Linked DNA regions of Mus musculus: regions 1, 2, 4, 5, 6 and 7 are each linked to region 3. The links are chromatin contacts, called in public Hi-C, HiChIP or PLAC-seq and promoter capture Hi-C maps. All regions are on one chromosome and are shown on one strand. Each heading gives the region's core, a stretch centred on a gene start, on an enhancer-like site or on the middle of the called end of the contact. The rest is flanking DNA. Distances are from core to core; before and after follow the strand shown.

Region 1 (2,718 bases), core at 158-2,657, 490 kb after region 3:
GGAGGTGGAGTTTGGGTTCTGGGAGCTGAATTCTAGTTCTCTGGAAGAGCAGCTCTTTTTAATGAACTTTGTTCACAAATGTGGATGTGCATACATAGATATCCTATCTATGGGTTTATATTTAGATATAGAAATAAAGTTGTACATGCAATTTACATATATATTGCATATAGACATAGACTCTGTTTGCTATACCAGGTCAGAAAGAAAACATTTAGCCCTTTGCTTTGGAGTCTTGAGGACATTTCTTTCATTTTCATCCTGATGGACAGGATGAAAAGTCTAAGGGGAGTGGTAGCAACCATGTCCAGCTCTAAGCACTTTTTTTTACCATTTCTGGTCCCCACATTTGCATCAATGTTTGAGCAAGGAGTAATCCCCATGTTGGTTTTCCAATGATATTTTTCTTATCTTTACCGAGTATCAGGAGCTAAAGAGGAAGGAGATCCTGATAGGGGCATGAAGCTGGTGAGGCTAGCTGGTTCAGGATGTTGGTGTAGCTCTGAGCTTTGGGCTCCATCACAGCCTCAGATGCTTAGATCACATGAGAGGCATCTGCTCAATGCAAACAGACTGCACTCTCCCAGAAGTGCCGATTAAAAAGTTCAGCCGGGAGACTCTGTGTTTGTTCTCAAGCGCACCAATGAGGGTATCACTGTATCCCCTGGAAAGCATGGAGATATTATCTTCCTCCCAGTTACCAGATGCAAGGCAGAGGAAGGACTGCAAAGCGCTGCCCCACAGAGAGGGGAATCAGGCAATCTGTCAGTGGGGATCTGTTCAAATTCCTAGTGTCTCTGTGGATATTGATTTTGCCATGAAGCTGCTTATGCACATGAAGAAGATATTGTGGGCATGATATTGTGTGAGTGTTGCAGAGGAGGCTGTGTGCTGGGTGGGGAAAGCACTTCCATGTGTGCTCCTTATCGAAACAGCGGAAGCCACTGCTGCTTTTGTATGTTAAGATAAAGATATTACTCTATTGGCCTTAAATGAAGTAAGTTTTCAGCAAATGATTATATTAACAATAGCAGTGTCAGGAAACTTTGTTCATTGAGATTGTTAATTGCTTCACCTTTTTTTTTTTTTTTTTTTTTTTTTTTTTGTGGCAATAAGCCAGCGCTTGGTCTCTAGCCATGAACCGCTCGCCTGGCGGATCATAAATGGCCCATTTCCCTGTTATTTTAACTCCCCCATCACTCTTAACTGCGCCCCCCATGCAACTTTCCTCCCTGACCTTCCAGCACATTCCCGGCTTTCATGAGCTTTGTATTTTAGTTATTAAATTTCAAAAGAAATGGAGCAACAGGACTGAAATATATTTCTCAGAAATACAGCTGTGCCAGCAACGGGTGCCGCGTGTAAAGTATGTCTCTTATCCCCCCACCCCCACCCTCCTCGTCACATTCCGGCAAATAAATCTGACTCTCTGTGGAACAATTTTGGTGTTAGCACAAAGTAATTCAAAGCAGCAGGGGTGGGGGAGAGGCATCGTTATGACCGGCAGAAGATGTGTTTGCAAAATCTGGGCATGGAATGATCTGGTTGGGAAGGACGCTTAGCCAGGAGCCCAGAAAATCTTTCTGTGTTCCCTAAATTAGCAGGCATTTATTCTCATCTATGGCGATTCACAGGATAACACTATAAAACTACTTTCACCCGAGATTTTTCTCTTTGTCCTCCTCCATAATGATATGCTAGGACTCATACATTTATTGATTAGACAGAAGGTGCAGTTCCATATCTATGGGCCACCTAAAGGGGGTTGTTATGTTCCTTAATAGGATGGAGAAGGAACCGAGTAGAGATCACCAGGATAGGAGATAGATCCCAGGGCCTGGCCTGCTAACCATTGATCCAAGGTTGTGAGTATCAGAAAGAAGGGGGTCATGTTGAAACTGGGTTACCTTTTTAAGTATAGAATTAGAATTTGTAGGAAGAATGGGTGGAAAGGGGGGAGGGGCAGGAAGGAGCCAAGGACTGGACCAAGGACAGAGATGACAGGTAGTCTGAGGTACATGGGGTTGGAGCGGGGTGGGGGGCGGGGGGACGACATCAATGTGCTCATCAGCAATTGAGATGGAGAAAGAGGCAGAGAGATGGGGGGGGGAGAGGAGGGAGGGAGGGAGGGAGGGAGGGAGGGAGGGAGGGAGGGAGGGAGGGAAGGAGAAAGAGATCACCCAAATCAGGCACTTAAAACCCCTAGCAGTATTTACCTGAGTAAGTGCCCTGAAGGCAATCTATCTATCTATCTATCTATCTATCTATCTATCTATCTATCTATCTACCTACCTACCTATCTATCATCTATCTATCTATCATCTGTCTGTCTGCCCCCCCCTCTGTGTGTGTGTGTGTTTGTGTGTGTGTAGAACCCCATGAAGATCATTTACGAATAAAAGAGCAAATAGCCACAAGTAGAGAGGGATAAGTTCAAGTCACCAGCAGAAAGCAGCTGGGAACATTGGGGCAGGTTTCTCTCCATGGTCGAGCTTCCCATTTCCAAAATTCTAGCTTCTCTTTTGCACTATAAGCATTTTATTTAAGATCTATCTATCTATCTATCTATCTATCTATCTATCTATCTATCTATCTATCTATCTATCTATATCTATCATCTGTCTATCTTTCTATCATTTCTCTCTCTCTCTCTCTCTCTCTCTCTCTCTCTCTCTCTCTCTCTCTCTCTCTCTCTCTCTGTGTGTGTGTGTGTGTGTG
Region 2 (2,838 bases), core at 95-2,594, 360 kb before region 3:
GAGTAACAATGACTGGAAGCTGAATGGCTGTCCCGGGCCATGGCTGAGGAGGCTATCTCATGAGTCCACCAGTGTGGGAAGCTCACCAAGCCAAGTTCCTGTGAGTGCTCAAGCAGTTGAGCACTTGTGCTCTGCTGTTGGCTGTGTCCCCAGGGAAGATGAGTTTTCTGCTAAGGCAATGCTGGAATGGGACCTCCGCAGGCAGGACTTTGAGAGCTGTGGCAAACGCGAGCCTGCGGATTGGTAATGACGACAGTGCAGTTGTCAGAGCTGCATGGTATGTGGCCCGGGTGCGGTTGTCTCAGCCCTCCCTGGGACTCCACAAAGCAGAACCCCATGTGGGACAAGCGCAGCCCACTGGAGAAAAGTAGACTCGGTCTTAGATCTTTGAGTATATCTCTTCCATTTCAGACAAAAATAAAAGTCATACGGCCACCGCTAGCTGGATTCGTGTGAGTCACGAGGGGAGGGAGCTAGTTCAGTGCTTTGAGTTTGTGCTCTTCACAGGGAAGGGCTAGCTGTTGTCTTGCGGTCTTAGTACATTATACATCTCTATAAACAGACTCCTATAATTGATGGATTATAAAGCAAAGCCTTGTCTTGACGAATGATTCTGGAGATTTATAGCTGTGTGGGCTGCATCTGGCGGTGGCCTTTGCTGAATCACAAGGTGGTACCGTGCAATGGGTGGTCCCATTGCAATAACAGGAGTATGTGCGTGCGTGCGTGCGTGTGTGTGTGTGTGTGTGTATTTCATGTCGTGGCACATGTGTGGAGGACAGAGGACAACTTAGGAGTCTCAGTTCTGTCCCACAGGGTCGGCCCTCGGCTTCAAACTTAGGTTGTCAGGCTTGGCAGCAAGTGCCTTTACCTGCTGAGCCATCTCACCTGCCCCAGCACACAGAATCTTGATGAGAACGTATGGGGATTAGTGCCAGCTAAATGGATCAGTGTTCTGTTGATGATGCTTCTGAAGAGAAGACCGTGATGCTGACACTGGAGTGAGGCCGGGATCACCCCCACACCCCTTCTTTTTCACCATCTGAGCGCGTGGCTCCCCAAGGCTTCCAGGCTAACGCTGTGGGTTATGGTCGGGCATTCACTTTTCAGGCAGGATCTACTTCTGGTCTGCCATTAACACGAACCTAGAAAGCCTGATGAGTTTATGCTTTTCTGGATAGATATATCTCCACACAGCGGAGAAAACAAAAACACGGGGCCAGCCTAGTGGAATGTTCCTAACTCACCAGTGACAGCCAGGCCCTGGTGGGGTGTGTGTGTGTGTGTGTGGACTGAAGCAGTGCGGGTGGGCGTGCTTTACCCACACTGACTGGCGGGTCAGATTCCTGAGGAATGTGTCAGAGAGGCTATCACACGGCCTGCTTGACTTTGCTCAGTCTGGGTCCTGCGCCCTGCACACTGGCATGCATCTCGTTTCCCAGAAGCTCTGAGAACATGGAGCACAGGGGTGTGGTGCGGTGGCAGACATTCTCACCCATCCCTGGTGGAACCTGGATCCTCCCAGTGCCTTGAGAATCCTGTGTTCTGATATTCTGAAGTGTCACCGTCTCGTTAGAGCCAGGGACAGACTGTCGAGAAAATTGGAGACCCAAAACAAGTGAGTCAGAAAACCAGACTCCCTGTAGGTCAGAAGAACAATTCGTAAAAGACCAAATGTCTGTAAATAAATATCAGTGGCAAACAAATACAAAATAAAGCCGCACTTCTCTTGCATTAAAAGAGAAAAATGAAAATAAAAAGATAAGCCGGGCTGGAGAGACGACTCAGTCAATTGAGCACTGGCCATGAAGCATGGAGGTGGTTTCCAGTCCCCAGCACCCTCATAAAAGCTGGACATGGTGGTGTGTGCCTGTAAGCCCAGCTCTGCGGGACGCAGTCCGGAAGATCCCTGAGGCTTGCCAGCTAGCTAGCATAGCTGAGCTGTAGAGATCTGGGTTCGCAGAGATGCCTGTCTCAACATAATAGGGTAGAAAGCCACTGGGGAAGATACCCAATGTCAGCCTCTGGCTTCCACATGCCTGTGCACACCCGGGGCAGGGGAGGACATTTCCCTGATACTGTTTCTTTTTTATTAATTGCATATGAGTTGGCTGTCTCCACCTTGAGCTCGCCTCTCCTTGCCTCCCAGCTTCCTTGTTGAGCTCCTTGGACTGCAACCAGGGAATTCGTACTTTCTTCTCTGTCCCTCACGTCGTGAATGCCTGGAGACAGTCCCCTCCTCACTGAAAACAAGGCTGCAGCCCCATCCTGTGTGCATCTCACACCTCCTTGTTGTGGCTCTGCCTCAGCTCTGAACACTGGCCCACCAGGCTGGGAAAGACTTCCCAGATGGCCTCTCCTCCTCTGTTCTTAGGAGGGTGGTGGAGTTGGTGTTTACATAAGTAGCTGGGCCGCCCTCTGTCATAGCACTGACTTGGTCATGGCCGCTACTCTCTAGTCCTCCACTCGCAAGCTCCCAGTGCTGCTTCTCTCCTCTCCCGCTGTGTCAGCCGCATGCTGTCCTGGCGTGCTGACAATCAGCTCTCCATGGATACCTCACAGTTCTGCGGTCTGCATCCTGAGAGCCAGGACGCACCACCGAGATGGCATTACCCTGAAAGGAGGCATTCCAGGTCAGAGGGGCTTGAGCACTGCCCCTTCCCAGATATATCCAGATCAGAGGAGGAAAGGCTCCATCTTTCACCCCTGAGATGGATGCTGGTGGTGTCTGCAGCCAAGGAGAGCTGTCTCCCTGTCTCCAGAGAGGAGAGAAGATGCACCAGAGCCCTGTGTAACATCAGCCACCCTCATTTCAGGGGTTCCATCCTAGGAGGACCC
Region 3 (3,018 bases), core at 171-2,670:
AAACTAGCCAGTACACAAGTCAACACACAACGCGCACAAGCTGAAGGCAAAGAGAACCAAGCATCTACCAGGCCTCAGTTGCTATGTCCACTTCTGCAGCCACTCCAAAACACCTGTCAGAAATTCGGTTTGATAGAGAACTCACCGAGGGATTTCCCTAACACCAGGTCAACCAGGGCACCTCAAACCTGGAGGCACGACTGGCACAATACAACCTAAAATGGGGCTCCCTCCTTCCTCTGAGCTTTTTGTGGCAACACCAGTGACTGTCACTCCTTTCTCCTCTGGGGGCCTAGCACCGGCTCTTGGGTAGCCTTTCTTATTCCTCTCCTTCTGTGAGACATGCCTTCCGACTCAACACTTCGGCTCTGCCTTCCCTCAGGGTAACTTCTTTGTTTCCCTTTAGGAAACTATCCTCAATTGCGGCCAACTGTGCTCCACTGAAACTCTCTCCTTCCACTCCAAAAGTCACCACCATGCGTTTTCTGGCCCAAGGGACTTTACGGTCCCTTTCCTACAAGCAGCCATTCGGTCTGTCCTGTGCACGTTTCTCACTAGTTTTCTCCCTTTCGGGACAGCCCCGCTTCTAAGGGACAAGCGACTTACAGATGTTACAGATGCACCGGCGCAGGCCTGCTCGCCCGCCCGGTGAGCTGGGGATGCGACCCCACCCAGCTCTGAAGCGGCGGATCGCTCTCCCTACCCCACCGTGGGACGAAGGCCTCTACGCCCTCTCCCGCAGCCAGAGCGGGGATGTGACCCTAGAGCCCAAAGGGGCTCCCCGGCACCGGAGATTCTCGAGCTTTCGGGCCAGCACATGGCCGAGCTGCTCTCTCGCCAGCGCAGGCGCACAAGCGCTCCGGCCCACTCCCTTCATCCCGCGGCTTCGCGTTCCGGGCCGTTACCTTGAGGGCCTCAAGCCCCATGAGACGGGACTTGCGATCTTGGTCCTTGATAATGAGAAAGGGGCGCCCATACTCATCGAAGGCGAGGGTCCCCACGGACGCCATGGTGGACGAACTAGAACGAGCGCTCCTCCAGTAACCAGCGGGGACCACTCGGGAAGAGAGACACACCGCACCTCCCTCTCGCGAGAGGACGCAGAATCCCGCGCATGCGCAGTGCAGACCCCGCGACTTACTTTTCAACAGTGACTTTTTTTACGCCGCAGAGTAGCTTCTGGAATCGGCCGCTGTTGGGAACGTCCGTTTTCCACGAACCGAGGGGGGGGGTGTTCGAAACTTAGAAGGCGACGTCTAGCACACAAATGCTAATACTAGACATAATGTAGTCACTGATTCAAGGATTTAAGTTTTCAAAGTTTTTGAATCCAGAGTTGCAGCGGGGAGCTTATTTCCTTAAGATATTTTTCTTTTCTTTGATTGCCGCCCGGGCTCTAAGACGTTGGTAGATTCCACTTCCGGTCTCCCCGGAACGCGCGATGGAGCGAGTAGGTGAGGTTTGACCGGCCTGGCGGCGGGCGATATAGTTGTCTGTGGCGCGGGCGCTTGTGGGGATCGGGCGCGCGTGGCTGCGGTGCTCTCCGTCCCGCGCCGGTCGTGGCTACCACAGTGCTTGCTGGGGGCTGCTGTCCGCACCTCCGTGCACAAGACTCACTGCTCAGCCCGATCCTAGGTCGGCTGGAATCCACCCTGCGGTGGACGAGCTGCTGCTTGGAAGCTATTGAGCCTGTAGCTTTGTTTTCTTGTCTGCAAAGATAATAATAATAATAATAATAATAACAATAATAACAGCAATAACAACAACAATAATGACAAAATAATAGCAACAAAAACAATAATAATAATAATAATGATAATGCCTACTTCACAAGGTTGCTGGACGTGCCTGGTCGTCAGCACATAGTATTTGTCCTTAACTTCCCAGGTTACACAGATCCTGGGCCTTCCCCGCGCGTGTACTGTAGGTGGAGACAAAGTAGCACCGGCTGGTGCTCAGAGTCTCTTGTTCTCAGCGTTTTGCTGTTAGAAAGATACCCCGTAAGGGTAACTGCACGGTACGTCTGCCAGAAATCACGATTCATTTTATAAGCTCGGATTTATTTGTGACGAGTTTCCAGTCTCTCCACTCGTACCCCACAGAACAGAAACTGTCCCTGCCGTATTGTCTGTTTTTATTAGGTACTCAAAATTAGAGTGCATATAACCTGTATGACAGTAGGCTAGCTTTCAGGTCTGTGCTGTTACATGACACAGATTGACATTATGTCAGGACAAGGTTTTTAAAGTTAACACAAACAAGGTTTCATTGTGACATTTTCATTCATATATATATATGTAATTGTACCTTGCCATTGACCTATAAGCTGTCCTCATTATCCTCTCTCCTCCTGGTCTTCCCTCTCAACACAGCACACACACTTGTATACAACAAGATTCTGCATCTGAGCGAAAACATGATGGTTCTGAGTCATTAGTTTACAGTTGAATAAAGCTCTGTGTGTATGTACACCACACTGTATCCATTCCACTGTTGGTGGACATCAAGCTAGGTTCAAGAAAGACTTCAAGGATGGCACGGCAAGTAAAGGCGCTTGTTGCCAAGCCTGACCGCTTGTGCTAGGTCTCGGTCCCACGTGGTGCAGGAGCGAGCAGATTCCCACGTGGGTCACAGACCGCCTTCCAGTCAGGCGGCTGCTCCGCTCCCACTCTTCTTGCTTGCACGGGCCCAGTGGTTCGATGCTTTTGCCCTCAGTTCAGATTCCTAGTTTCCTTTCCCCTGTATTCCTTCAGATGCTCATACATAGGCTGACACGTCTTTGCCTCAGTTGGTTTCTACAACTCAAAGGCCAGCTGGGAGACCCTGGAGACCGGGGCGTCATTATTGTCTACCTTCTGGCTTTGTGCATGTGTCTACAGGTGAGGCAGACCTTGGGCCATCTGATTTGTGTTTAACTGTCGTAGCCCAAATTGATACAGTATGATCTGTCTATGACAGAAAGAATTCTTTCTTTTTTTAAAAAAGGGATTTATTTATTATTATACATAAGTACACTGT
Region 4 (3,149 bases), core at 498-2,997, 380 kb after region 3:
TCACGGAGACTAAGTTGGAATCTGAGGGGTGTGAATGGGGGTGGGGTGGGAGGACAGGGCAGTGACAAGCCTCTTGTGGTAGGAATAGCTTAGGCTAAGAGCTGGGGTGGGGAGAGGGGAAGGTTGTGCTTACAGTAGAGAAAACATCTAGGAAAATATTTGACAGCTTTCATGATGACCAGTTTTCTTTTTTATTTTATTTATTTTTTTATTAGATATTTTCTTTATATACATTTCAAATGCTATCCTGAAAGTTCCCTATACCCTCCCTCCGCCCTGCTCCCCTACCCACCCACTCCTGCTTCTTGGCCCTGGCATTTCCCTGTACTGGGGCATATAAAGTTTGCAATACCAAGGGGCCTCTCTTCCCAGTGATGGCCAACTAGACCATCTTCTGCTAAATGTGCAGCTAGAGATATGAGTTCTGGGGTTACTGGTTAGTTCATATTGTTGTTCCACCTATAGGGTTGCAGACCCCTTCAGCTCCTTGGGTGCTTTCTCTAGCTTCTCCATTGGGGGCCCCGTGTTCCATCTTATAGATGACTGTGAGCATCCACTTCTGTATTTGCCAGGCATTGGCATAGCCTCATACGAGAGAGCTATAACAGGGTCCCTTCAGCAAAATCTTTCGGGTATATGCAATAGTGGATGACCAGTTTTCATACCTGCCTCTTCCAATATTCAACTGAGTTACTTGCTTACTGGAATCTGGTCTCTTCTTTCTTCATTTCTCCTCTGGACAGCTTTCTGCCCCCACCTCTCTCCCCTCTCCCCCTTACTGTTGCTTTCTTCACTTTAATTCACAGTGTGGCAGGTAGGTTACAGCTTCATGGTGACCACAAACGATGACACTGTTGACTTGGTCCTTCATGACAATACACGTTGTGTGTTCAGCTCCTTGAAGTTGATGTTTCTAATCCTTTGTATTTGTTTAGAGTTTTGTCCTATCCTGTGAGTGAGGTACTAATTGTCCATGCAACACTGCTAATGTGATACACACAGTTGGTCCCACTCAATTCAGGGTCCAGAGGATGCCTGCTAGACGGCACAGAGACTTGCTGGTACATACGCTCTGAGAATTGCTGAAATAAGTAATTCAGTTATACGGAAGGGACAACCAGTGACCAAGGTTTATAATGGACAGCTTTTATCTGGCTCCTCTGTGCCACTTGGCTCAAATGTATGTGACTCGGGACAGAACAGTGGACTGTCTCCCAGACAGCTGGATGACAATAGATCTATGTCTTGCAGGAATGGATGCAAAAATCAATGGGATATTATAAACAAAGTCACCTAGAACACTTACATTACTCTGAGCAAAAGACACTTGAGGTCCCAAGTGATGACCTGCAAGCTCCATGAAAATAAAAGTGTGGTTTGTAAATGGAAGTGTCTCCTTAGGCTCAGAGAAGCTCTTGCAGTGGCCTTCATTCCCTTGAACTGGCTCATCTGCAAAGTGACAGTTCAGCTGCCAATCTGTGCCTTCCCTCTGGTTGATTACTTTTGTGACTTTCTTGACCTTGTGGTAATTCCAGTCTAGCTTACATGGAATTGTAGACATATTTGGAGACAAAGGGAGTGGCTGACACAAGACCAGGGTGGCCTCTACGTAGGGATTTAATTGCCCCTGGCAGGAAAGAGAGGGCCGTTTTAATAAAAAGGTTTTGAACTGGGAGGAAATTAGTAAACGATCATTTAAGGAAGGACTATTATCGTTCTTGCGTCTGACACTTTAAACACAGCTATTAAACCATCTACCTCACGCTGACTGAGACATGAAAACCAGCAGTCAGCCACACTTCCGGCAGCCAATTGTGCAAGATTGCTTACAGCTTGTCTGCTAGCTACCAATTCTGGCTTTCATTTTCCACATCTGAGACTTGGAAGAGACATTTTGGTTTTTTTTTTTTTATATAATTGTCTTTGTTTTACTTTGAAATTCCCACATAGAAAAGTAGGTATGATGTACACACACTATTGTTCAAGATAGTCTATGAATCAGGAGCCTGGTTAAAACCATGTGGTCTAAGAACCAACCTCCTTGGGCCCTTTCTGGCACTTTGATAATCTTTTTCTTGCTATTCATACATATTTTCATCTCATAAACTGGATTACTAAGTTACTAAATGGTTTACTATGTGTATAGTCGAAGTTCTTATCCTGAATTTAGCCTCTTTTATGTCAGCTTTCACTCAATGCTGTATCTGCAAGCTTTACCAAAGAGCAATTTTATTGCCTGTATCAATGTGCCAACCCTAGGCAAGCAGTACACAGCAGGAAGAGCTATGCCATCCAGCTGTGAAAGGGAAGAGTAGAAAGGGATGTGTGTATTGGATGTTCCCTTGCCTCCAAATGCTAGGATTGCTCCAGTAAAATCCAGCCCATGCAGTATGACCGATGACTCCAGGTTAGAACCCCTAGACTAAACTTCCTGGACTAGCCCAGCTTCCCTGTCTCCAGGCTTACATGGTGGACTTAGTCTCCAGGATTCCCTTCATGCCAGGCCAACTCCAGCAGCCCCAGGCTCTAGACAGGCTCTGTGTAGGAATGATGCTAGCAGCCCAGATTCTGTCCATGCTTAAAGGGTGGTCCCAGTGCCAGATAAGCCCAGACTCAGGCTGCAGGCCTGTTCTAGGGTTAGGTCAACCCCAGCACCCCAAAATTCCAGATCTAGTTTGTCTCCTGCAGCCCTAGATAAAAGGCCTATGGCAACGTTAGCTTGGTAACCAGTACTGATCAGGCAGGGGTCTGTGTATACAAGTACTAGACCTTATGTAGTGGTCTGTCTCTGTCTTCTTTGACATTATCTGGGAAGCAACGGTGCACTTAGTTTATCACAGTGTGATCAATATCTTGCTTTTTAACTCAGACAATATAGTGCATCGGCTTCTCTCTTCACCCCTGAATTGCTTGCATTTGTATTACTGTGTTATTTAGTCATCCAAGACTTCATTTACATTGATTCATACAGCCAATGTTTATCTGTTTTATAACACAATCTCATTTATTTTTTTTTTCATTCTCATCTCATTCGCGGCTATTTTCCTTTTTTTTCCTGAAGCACATATTTCAGAATTTTAGAAATGAGATTCTGCAGGTGATAGAGAATGCTGCAGTTTACTGAGCGTGTGTTTCACTCTCACTCTTGA
Region 5 (3,023 bases), core at 233-2,732, 310 kb before region 3:
AACAGAGGTACATTTTGTCCAGGGGTGCTCCCCTCCTGGAAGGGGTGGATCACGACTAGAAGGGCCCTTAGCTTTGAAAAATAAAGTGCAAATATGTGGAAATCAAATGAATAAAACCACACCAACCCAAACAAATGACAGGAAAATACCATATGTTTCATAGCACTTTTAAATAATTTATGCACATAAGTTTATTCAGGTAGCACAATTGTATACCATGAGAATGTTTATTTTACAGTTGGTTTTTAATTCTTTTACCTCTGTTTTCTTCTACTGTCTTTTTTCTAGACCTTTAAAACAAAATTTGCCCGAAGTTAAAAGAGAGAAATACATTCTTCCTGCTGGATATCACATTTAAAAGTTATGTAACTCATCTACCCAGAATTGAAGCTGCGGGGAGGGGTCACACTTAGTAGTGGGTCCCAAGATAGCCCTGAGGTCTAAATAGGAAAATATCCTGTATAAACTGTAGCAAAACTCTCATCTCAAAATAAAACACTCTGGGATTTACAGTTACGTCCATATTCAACAGCTTTAGGACATCCAGCAACTGACAGGAGTTTTAGAAATGACAAAGAAAATCTCTTCACATTTAAAAAAAAAAAAAAACAGAACTCAAACCAGGAGAAGGAACCTGAACCCTGGCGATGCAGAAGCCTGCTTCCGTTCCTCACCATCTGGTCCCCACTGCCGAAGACCCTCACACCCAGCAAACACTGGGCACGATTCTCTTTTCATTGTTTGCTTTCCAGAACTATCATTGGAACCAAGAAGGTTCCAATCGTAGTAGACTTAGCTGTCACCTGAATGGAGTTCTGGGTTCTAACTCCACAGCAGGCTCTAGGTAGGATTGGGATGGTGGGATGGGAGCAAGGGACATTTAGTATCCACTCATCCTACTCATAGTCGAACCATTTTGAACCAGTTTCTAGAACTCTCTAACTATTATCTTAACTGACTGATTACTCAAAGTCCACTGCTCTATATGAGATGGCCAGCTTCGTTTTTCTCCCGTCTTCATTTTCTTCTAGAACAACAGGAATCACACCACAGCCAGAGAAAGCTTTCAAAGCGCAATGCCCTGGTCAGCAGCAGCAGATCTCATACTGAGGCAAACTAGGAATCTCAATGCTCCTTTAGAGTAAGATGCTGTCCTAGGGTGAGCCTATGCCAGTTCCCACAGAGTCTACCCCCATGCCCACGCAGTAGGCTGGAGGCTATGGGAGCTCTCCAGGGGTGGGGTTCTCTCAGGTCTGGGCCCCTCCTGCAATGGCACACATCAAAGCCAGAGCTGACCCTGATGCAGCCACGCTATTTGCTCTTGGCCACCTGGGGCAGCATCACCTTCTAGTAGAACAGCTTAGGCTAGGAGAACTCCAGCCCTATCAGGTTTCACATTGTTTGGGAATCTGGGTAGACTCTCAGACTCTGCAATCTGTCTAAATATACACCATCCGAACAGGTTACAGAGTCATCCCCTGGGGGGTGGGGTGGGGAGGGAGTGTCCCTGTGAGCCACCACAGCTAGGACATTCACAAGCACAGCTCTGGCCCTTCCGTTTGCATATTTAACTGAATGTCATTCAAGGTCCCCATTAATATGACCTAATGCTGAGAGCTGCCACTGGTCTGACAGAGGCTTCACCCTTCATCACAGGCTTGCTTCAGCCTGGGGCAGAACTGTGTGTTGCACCTGGCAAATAATGCCTCCAGACGAATTCCCAGTCACTTATCTAAAATGTTCAGGAATAAACACAGGAATCCAAGGGTGAAGAAATGAACAGCTGGTTCCAGTTACACCAATGTGCAGAACTGGCAGCCAATGACTTAGAAGTGACTTAGAAGTGACTTTTCTTTCTTTGTGGTTAACTCTACCCTCACTCTGATGATCCCAGGTCTCCTTTTGTTATCTATATGACTTTGTTGGTTTTAAGAGTCTACCATGGCCAGGTTCCTTCCTCCCTTCTCTAGAAGCCATGGCCTTCCACATGGTTGCCCAGTTTGAGGAGCCAAGGGCTGGCAGCACAGACCATGATCCAGGCAGTGGCCAACACTGGAGAACTAGCTGGAATTTCCCAAACAGGAGGAAGAGGAGGGAGCCTACAGTGAGATGCCGTCCCTGGAGCAGCACTCAGGATAACTGAAGATGCTTCCAGACTCCTGGGGATAGCAGGCCTTACATCATTTGGGGACTGGAGTTAGCCCCTCTCCACAAGCCTCTCACCTATAACTTCCTTATCTCTGCTCCAGAGACCTGGTCCCAGCTGCCAGCTGGGAAGGAATGGGCAGAGAGCACTTGGTATACTTTCTCTGAGCCTATAAACCCATTCTCTAGCCAACATCTTGAGTCCTCTTTCCTGATGTGCAGAATAAGCTTCCAGAAACAGGGGAATCCAAAGCTGAAGGGGACCATCTTGCTGTTCTTGAGGTATCAGGTGTGGCTAGGAAGCCTGGTAGGAGCTGAAAAGGTGGCACAAAGTCCTTCCTGTCACCTGCCGTCTTCCTCTAGCGCAGCAAGCACACTGCCCATCAAGGACATGATGGGCCAAGTATGCAGAACTTTCCCTGATCCTTCCTGAAGAGCTATGTGGGTTTCTGCAGAATGACTGAACATTTTATTCTTGAAAGCAAGGAGAAAAGACCAGGGGAGCAGTGGACAGCACTGGGGGTGGGTGGGGTGGGTATGGATGGCCCATCTGGCAACCAGTTGTCTCTGCTTACTAACTGGAGGCAACTGTTCACCCAAGGGTCACAAACAGAAGAAGCAACTGACATACAACTCTGGCTTTAATATGCACAGCTATTCCCATGGCCACGGTGCCCATAAATCTCCACAGAGAGACAAGTTCCAAGATCGCTCTTAGAAACAGCAGCATTGACACTATCTTGGAAATATGTCTTCTGTCCAGTTTAATCCTAATTGACTCAAACATCCAAAAGATTTAAAACACACTTCAACTTTAAAGATTTAAAATACACTTTAACTTTCCCCTAACTGTATTTATGTATAAATCCCTGAGAAGA
Region 6 (2,925 bases), core at 38-2,537, 310 kb after region 3:
CCCAGTCCCACCATTACAAATCCCTCTACCCATTGCCCCTTCCCCTTTTCCTCAGAGAAAGGGGAGACCCCCTTGGGTACCACCTTATCCTGGAACACCTAGTCCCAGCAGGACTAGGAAGATTCTCTTCCATTGAGGCCCAGTCAGGCAGTCCAGGTAGGAGAAGGGGGTCCAATGTCAGGGAATAGAGACCAAGACATTCACAGCTCCACTTGTTAGGAGACCCACATGAAGACCAAGCTGCACATTTGCAACAAATGTGTAGGGAGCCTAGGTCCAGCTTCTGCATGCTTCCTGTTTGGTGACCCAGTCTCTGTGATCCCAGGTTAGTTGACTTAGTAGGTCTTCCCATGGTGTCCTTGACCCCTTTGGCTTGCTGAATTATATCCCCACAATTATATCTTCCCCAAGATTCCCCAGGCTCCACCTGATGTTTGGTAGTGGATCTCTGCATCTGCCTCAATCCACTGCTGGATGAAACCTCTCAGGATACAGTTATGGTAGATTCCTCTCTGTAAGTATATTAGAGTATCATTAATAGTGTCAGTGGTTGGCACGTTCACAAGGGATAGGTCTCAAGTTATGGCAGTCATTGGCTGGCTATTCCCTCAGTCTCTGCTCTGTTTATCCCTGCACATCTTGTAGGGATGAAGGTTCTGTGAGTGGACTTATGTTTTCCTCCCTCTACTGGAAGTCCTGCCTTGCTACAAAAGGACCAGGATTGCATTAGTTGATAGAAGGTTCCAGGAATTTAGAACTATATTCTGTCTCTCACCAGGACATTTGCACCCTCTGCCAAAGGGACATAAGTTGGCAAATTTCCAGGTAGCAACTCTGTTTATGTTCTGGAGACATTGAATGGATAGATTTTTGAGGCATCTCTTCTGGAAGTTGGCAGAGTTAGGCAGAATAACTTTGGCCAAAATGGCCTCACAAGACTGCTGTCAAGCTCAATGAATTTCTTACTGCACTTTTCCTGGCTTAAGCCGAGATCTGCTACATTCAAATTGGCAATGCAGTTGCTTCAGTTACCTCCAAGGATATTTAATAGAGATGACTCCCCCCCCCCCTTTTCTTTTGGTATGTTTTCATCTTTATGGCCACATTGCTCTACCTTTAAGGGCAGATAGATAAACCATTTTTACAGGACCCCCACCTTTTAGGAGGAAGCCATCCTCTCAGACTGGAAAGGGTGCTACTAAAGTCCTGTGGCACAGAGCTGTCTTGGAGTCAGAGGCTGTAGAAAGCTTCCAGGTAACTTGCTCATTCCAAGTAACACACTTGTCAGTGGGGCCTGGGGTGGGGGTGGGAGATTTGTAGAAGTAGGAATTTTCTCCGGAGACTGAGTGTGGCATTTCCCCAGAGGGTTGGATCCAGAAAGGGGTGTCTTCATCGTGATAAGACATTTCAGTTCTCTTGAGGCCGCCGTTTTCACTTTAAGAACCAAGGGGCAGGGAGCCAGGGGACTAAGACACCAGCACTCCAAGCCCAGGATTCACTTTCAGAAGTAGCTATGCCCAGTGTTGGGCAAGGCTACTTCTATTATTAGAATTCTTCACTGTGGCTGCCCCACTGGAGTGGATTTTGTGGGCAGATCCTGATCTGAAGAGCATGGGAGGGCATCCCTACTTCCTCCTTAGCAACCCGACAGCGCTACTGCAGGTGCTATGCATGTGCACAATTGGCTTTAATAGTTTAAAGCACCACGGTATCGTTTGTCTCTTTGCCTCTTCTCTAATTGAGCTTTATCTCATGTCTTGAAAACCGCAGATCTCCAGAATGCACAAGTGTGGTTGTCAACACCTGGGATCATTAAAACTGTCTTCTAGGTTTGACGCTGCTCGAGCGAGCTGGTCTTCTGTGATCATGACTCTTATCTCCTTTCCCAACCCCACTAGAAGCCGCTCATCAATTATACATAGAAAATGTAAAGGTTGGGTTTCCTGTCTTGCATTCATCATGGAGATGTATAGTAAATGCAGTGAAATTGGTTGCTACACTTGAATTTGCTTTCAATCAAACTGACCTTTAAATCACCCTTCAAATTCTCTCCCATCCTCCATCCCTTAATAGCAATCGGTCCATAGAACAACTTTTACTAATGACATATTGAATTAGATTAACTTTATTTCAGCCCCGCTGGAAAGGTTGGAAAGTAGCTTTTATTGCATGCTCTAGGTGAAATCTCATGCAATGTATTATATTAATATGCTATTTGATTCTCCAGCTGAGATAAGGAAACAGAATTATGTTGGAGAATGGAAATCACAAGGCAGTCTCAGCTGAAAAGCCATCAAAACTACAGGGTAGATTTCTGAAAATCAAAACCCGGGAAGAAGCAGCATGCTTAGGGGCTGCGCCTCTCTCCTGCCTGGGAGGTGCTCCTGTGGTTTATTACCAGGGACCCCACCCCTACCCATTCATATAATGATTATTATCATCTTCTTTCAGGTCTTCTCAGTCTCTGGATGTGCTTGGCTGTTTACCTGTGTCTTCCTGATCTTTCTGCAGTAGATAGATTTGCAAGTGCAGCACTTTTGGAAAGCCCCTGACATGTCCCTTGACCTGAAGCAGAATCCAGGGAAATTTTGCTATAGAGTAGCAAAATTCAGCTACAATATCGCTACCTAAAGCAACTGCTCATTCTGTAGCTGTGACAGTCAAATTTTCTCCCTCATTTTTCTATTCATCTTCCCCAAGTCCCATTTTCTAGGGGGTACAATAGCTTGAAAGAATATGCTTTTTAAACACTCCCCATGTGCAACTGAGAGTCTTAAGACGTTCTTTCAGAGAATCTCAAAGTCTGTTCACATCTTCTGCAAAAGTCACAAGGTTTAAAGGAAGCCACAGACACTGAAGCAAATTTCCAGAGCTCTCAAGAAACATCTGTTTGCCTGCTTTCCTTGTGCAACTCTCTCTATAAAC
Region 7 (3,125 bases), core at 303-2,802, 440 kb after region 3:
TAATGGCACATCGATCTCTGAGCAGGAGCTCTGGCTAGTCAGGGAGTCTCAGTGGGGTCCTATGAGGACAGACCTTGGTCTGTTGCCAGCTTGGAATGTTGGGGGCTTTCCTCATCCAGGGGAATTCCAAAGACCAAGAGTATATTTCCTGTTTGTTGGTGTGGATAAGACCTTCAGAAGTCAATTTGCAGCTATTCGTAGATCCATAGTGTGTTAAGAGCTATCTCTATAATCTCCTTCAAGGTCTAAGAAACACTGTGGAAGAGGAGAAACACTATGAAATGCCGTCTTCTTGATATGACATGGCCTGGGAAACCATGAGCACACAGCAGCTGTGGCCACCTGTACTAGTCCCGTACACATAACAAAAGGCTTGCAACTCCGAGGGGCTCCATTTGGGAAGAGGGATACTAAATGCTAAGAGTGGTTGAAAGAAGGTAGTATATAGGAATAGAGTCTCAAGGTGTATATCTGATTAGAAATCGTCAAAAATATAAACTAGAAAATAGGGAGAAAATTGAGAGCTGAAATTGAGAGCTAGTAGGTATTTGTACTGCATAGCATACTGAGTGTCTAGCCCCATTCTTCACATGCTTAACTTAGCTGAGCCTCAAAGCATCTAATGCCCTAAATACTGTTATCATCTGTGTTAATGAAACTGAAACACAGAGAAGTTCATCCATTTGCATAAGATCACAGAGCCTGGAAGCAAGGTAGCAAGGATTGGAACCCAGACAGCAAGGCACTAGAGACTGGGTTTAGCACTGTCCTCTTGAATGTGGAGTCCTACAAAGGCTTTTGCATTCATTAACTCATTTACTGTCTGCAAGTGATGGTTTCTAACATGTAAGCCCATGAACCGGGATTGCTAACAGTGTGCGGACCTTTAGTGATGCATTATTCTTCCTGATATGCTATTTTATCATCTTGCTGCTCACAGTTTAAAGCACTAGAAATAACCAAGACAGAAAAGGTAAAATTGCAAGTCTTATTCTGTCCACCAACCCCATGATTCCTTTATTCTGGAGGATATCAGGATGACCCTTTCATCATGAAAGGGAAAGAATATAGGTTGATAAGTTCACAGTGCAGGTTAGACCAGAGAGAGTCTCCCGTTGTTTCTGAACAGTCCGCAGGATGCTGGGCTCACAGTGGGGTACAGATGGGCATGCTCGGGAGGCCATCTGGCCCTCGGAGGATTCTGGCCAGGCATATGTCCTCTGAGCCAGCGGAGCGGCTGCACTGGCTAAGTCAGGCAGATGCAGTTAGATGAAGTGCCCATTTCACAGCCTACTTTGTTCTGTTGGTGTTATTACCTTCTTAAATAGCCAAGGAGTTAAAGTAGAACCATTTAGCTGATCTTCCCAGATGTGTAAGTGAGATGATTTGAGTGGACACATGTTGTAATGATTCTTCTTTGAGGGAAAGGGGAACTAGGCTAGGTAAGCATTTAAATGGCTGGATTTAAAAGTTAATGGAGTATTCACAAGCCAGTGGAGTAAGGCAGGAGGCGGCTATGGGGCTGCAGAGATTTGATGAAGACAGGAAACAGGCCCTCTATGCCTCGAGGAGGAACGGAGGCCAGAGACAGCTGCAAACATTTGTCAGCTCTGGCAACTCCCATCTGAGAGCCAGGGCTCTCGCCTCCCTCTTACTGAGAGTTTCTGTCCTCCCTGCTTGTCTTCTTTTGGGAAAAGTTTCCTGGATTTTACTGCAGCTTATAAAAGGCTTGCCTTTTACCCTGTGAGTTCCCAGATAAGCATCACTCCCACTATCCCCAAAGGATGTTTTCTATAAGCAAGGATATTTCATTTCAAAATGGAATGGGTAGTTCCAAAATTACAAAGAAACAACTTTTGCCTTTAAGAAATGTTGAAGTCACAGGGAAGGGAGGCTTGGATTCTTTGGGTACGATTTTTTATCTCTAGCTTTTATATGTGTGTCAGTAGTGAGGACACAGTGTCCCTTCCAAGGTGGCTGGAGGCTGAGCCTGGGTAGAACCCAAGTTTGGGAATCATGTGTGGTGTACAAAGGGGCCTCCTCACATGCTCCAGCACTACTCCAACATCTAGATCCATCTTAGCAAGGTCAGCAGGATGTCTGTGTGAGTGGAGGGGTAGGAAGAGATCTTTGCTAGCCAGAGACACAGGCAAGAACCTCATTATCTGATGATCTAATGGCAGAGAGGGGGGGGAGAGAAGGGGAGAGAGGGAGTGGGGAGGTCCAGATGGCTTCCAGAGCATGTCCATCTGTATGCCACTGTGTTCTGAGAACTCTTCAGAGACACCAGGAGACTCTTTCTCTGGTCTAACCTGCACTGTGAACTAATCAGAGAGAGAGAGGTGGAAGGGAGGGAGAGAGAAAAATGAATGAATCAGTTTATGGAGGGAAGTATTGGGTGTATATGAAACATAAGGTTCAATGACTGGTGACCTGGATGGTTTAGCAACACCTTAGAAAACAGATGCCAGTACACCATCATGCTTGAAGCTCAGGAGGGTATGTGGACTAACCAAGAGGGTAGACAATGTAGTATTTAACACAGAAGTGATTAGGCCTGGTTTATGTTCTTTCACCCAGGCTGCTACATAGAAGATAAAGTATGAAGGGACCAGGGTCTGGTCAGCCAGTGTTTGCTCTCTGTCAGCACACCCTAAGCTTATCACCACTTCTGTAAGGGAGTGGGAAATAGATTTGCATTGGCTAGTGTCTTAGTCAGGGTTTCTATTGCTGCACAAACATCATGACCAAGAAGCAAGTTGGGGAAGGAAAGGGTTTATTCAGCTTACACTTTCCACATTGCTGTTGATCACCAAAGGAAGTCAGGATTGGAACTCAAGCAGGGCAGGAAGCAGGAGCTGATGCAGAGGCCATGGAGGGATGTTCCTTACTCTCTTGCTTCCTCTGCCTTGCTCAGCCTGCTTTCTTATAGAACCCAAGACTTCTGGCCCAGGGATTGGCACCACCCACCATGGGCCCTCCCACCCTTGATCACTAATTGAGAAAATGCCTTACAGCTGGATCTCATGGAGGCATTTCCTTTCTCTGTGATAACTCCAGCTTGTGTCAAGTTGACACAAAACCAGCCAGTACAGCTAGTAAAAGGGAGAGCTGGGACTGGAGCA

Evidence for each region. Promoter capture Hi-C pulls out the DNA fragments that hold promoters and counts their contacts. Hi-C and Micro-C count contacts between places; a contact is called where the count stands out from the background. HiChIP or PLAC-seq counts read pairs in DNA pulled down with a chosen protein or histone mark.
Region 1: a contact with region 3 is called in a Hi-C map of uterus, with 2.5 times the contacts expected there. The contact joins the enhancer-like site here to the promoter of Atpsckmt in region 3. A contact is called at or near these places in 3 of 39 promoter capture datasets (frontonasal cranial neural crest, hippocampal neurons and second pharyngeal arch cranial neural crest), 3 of 484 Hi-C or Micro-C datasets (nephron progenitors and uterus) and 5 of 115 datasets of contacts at active chromatin or transcription factors (astrocytes, embryonic forebrain, forebrain and 2 more).
Region 2: a contact with region 3 is called in a FOXA1 HiChIP or PLAC-seq map of pancreatic cancer cells. The contact joins the enhancer-like site here to the promoter of Atpsckmt in region 3. A contact is called at or near these places in 1 of 484 Hi-C or Micro-C datasets (muscle stem cells), 4 of 115 datasets of contacts at active chromatin or transcription factors (bone marrow-derived macrophages, memory CD8 T cells and pancreatic cancer cells) and 2 of 9 other capture datasets (adipose tissue and liver).
Region 4: a promoter capture Hi-C map of second pharyngeal arch cranial neural crest shows a contact between it and region 3, with 5 times the contacts expected there. The contact joins the enhancer-like site here to the promoter of Atpsckmt in region 3. A contact is called at or near these places in 4 of 39 promoter capture datasets (the 3T3-L1 cell line, cranial neural crest, maxillary cranial neural crest and 1 more) and 3 of 115 datasets of contacts at active chromatin or transcription factors (acute myeloid leukemia, embryonic limb bud and embryonic stem cells).
Region 5: a contact with region 3 is called in an H3K27ac HiChIP or PLAC-seq map of trophoblast stem cells, with 4 times the contacts expected there. The contact joins the enhancer-like site here to the promoter of Atpsckmt in region 3. A contact is called at or near these places in 5 of 39 promoter capture datasets (the C10 cell line, HPC-7-derived erythroid cells, embryonic stem cells and 2 more), 6 of 484 Hi-C or Micro-C datasets (B cells, the HPC-7 cell line, bone marrow-derived macrophages and 3 more), 21 of 115 datasets of contacts at active chromatin or transcription factors (the HPC-7 cell line, the SCID.adh cell line, a beta-TC-6 cell line and 8 more) and 4 of 9 other capture datasets (adipose tissue, embryonic stem cells, liver and 1 more).
Region 6: an H3K4me3 HiChIP or PLAC-seq map of the SCID.adh cell line shows a contact between it and region 3, with 9 read pairs. The contact joins the enhancer-like site here to the promoter of Atpsckmt in region 3. A contact is called at or near these places in 4 of 39 promoter capture datasets (the 3T3-L1 cell line, hippocampal neurons, maxillary cranial neural crest and 1 more), 1 of 484 Hi-C or Micro-C datasets (nephron progenitors) and 2 of 115 datasets of contacts at active chromatin or transcription factors (the SCID.adh cell line and large pre-B cells).
Region 7: a Hi-C map of uterus shows a contact between it and region 3, with 4 times the contacts expected there. The contact joins the enhancer-like site here to the promoter of Atpsckmt in region 3. A contact is called at or near these places in 7 of 39 promoter capture datasets (the C10 cell line, cranial neural crest, frontonasal cranial neural crest and 4 more), 1 of 484 Hi-C or Micro-C datasets (uterus) and 4 of 115 datasets of contacts at active chromatin or transcription factors (astrocytes, embryonic limb bud, large pre-B cells and 1 more).

The regions. Positions count from the first base shown.
Region 1 is chr15:32,092,799-32,095,516 of GRCm38.p6, forward strand. No RefSeq gene overlaps it. Among named protein-coding and RNA genes, the nearest start is that of Gm32499, 62 kb to the right of the region's middle. Within about 2 kb of position 1,408, at least 15 of the 459 cell types and tissues checked have an H3K27ac peak or open chromatin away from gene starts, as enhancers often do. A contact at or near this core is called in uterus, where this site is marked.
Region 2 is chr15:31,244,792-31,247,629 of GRCm38.p6, forward strand. The region is part of intron 2 of Dap (death-associated protein); the gene reads left to right. Among named protein-coding and RNA genes, the nearest start is that of Gm41285, 17 kb to the right of the region's middle. Within about 2 kb of position 1,345, at least 87 of the 459 cell types and tissues checked have an H3K27ac peak or open chromatin away from gene starts, as enhancers often do. A contact at or near this core is called in adipose tissue, muscle stem cells and pancreatic cancer cells, where this site is marked.
Region 3 is chr15:31,600,696-31,603,713 of GRCm38.p6, forward strand. It overlaps Atpsckmt (ATP synthase C subunit lysine N-methyltransferase), which reads left to right and starts at 1,421. Exons shown (of 5, transcript NM_026546.3): 1 at 1,421-1,454. The coding sequence starts at 1,442. It overlaps Cct5 (chaperonin containing Tcp1, subunit 5 (epsilon)), which reads right to left and starts at 1,151. Exons shown (of 11, transcript NM_007637.3): 1 at 906-1,151. The coding sequence starts at 1,010.
Region 4 is chr15:31,978,479-31,981,627 of GRCm38.p6, forward strand. No RefSeq gene overlaps it. Among named protein-coding and RNA genes, the nearest start is that of Gm32499, 180 kb to the right of the region's middle. Within about 2 kb of position 1,748, at least 8 of the 459 cell types and tissues checked have an H3K27ac peak or open chromatin away from gene starts, as enhancers often do. A contact at or near this core is called in second pharyngeal arch cranial neural crest, where this site is marked.
Region 5 is chr15:31,291,324-31,294,346 of GRCm38.p6, forward strand. It overlaps Ankrd33b (ankyrin repeat domain 33B), which reads right to left. Exons shown (of 4, transcript NM_001164441.1): 4 at 156-3,023. Among named protein-coding and RNA genes, the nearest start is that of Gm41285, 29 kb to the left of the region's middle. Within about 2 kb of position 1,483, at least 12 of the 459 cell types and tissues checked have an H3K27ac peak or open chromatin away from gene starts, as enhancers often do. A contact at or near this core is called in trophoblast stem cells, where this site is marked.
Region 6 is chr15:31,906,849-31,909,773 of GRCm38.p6, forward strand. No RefSeq gene overlaps it. Among named protein-coding and RNA genes, the nearest start is that of Gm32499, 250 kb to the right of the region's middle. Within about 2 kb of position 1,288, at least 2 of the 459 cell types and tissues checked have an H3K27ac peak or open chromatin away from gene starts, as enhancers often do. A contact at or near this core is called in the SCID.adh cell line, where this site is marked.
Region 7 is chr15:32,040,784-32,043,908 of GRCm38.p6, forward strand. No RefSeq gene overlaps it. Among named protein-coding and RNA genes, the nearest start is that of Gm32499, 110 kb to the right of the region's middle. Within about 2 kb of position 1,553, at least 19 of the 459 cell types and tissues checked have an H3K27ac peak or open chromatin away from gene starts, as enhancers often do. A contact at or near this core is called in uterus, where this site is marked.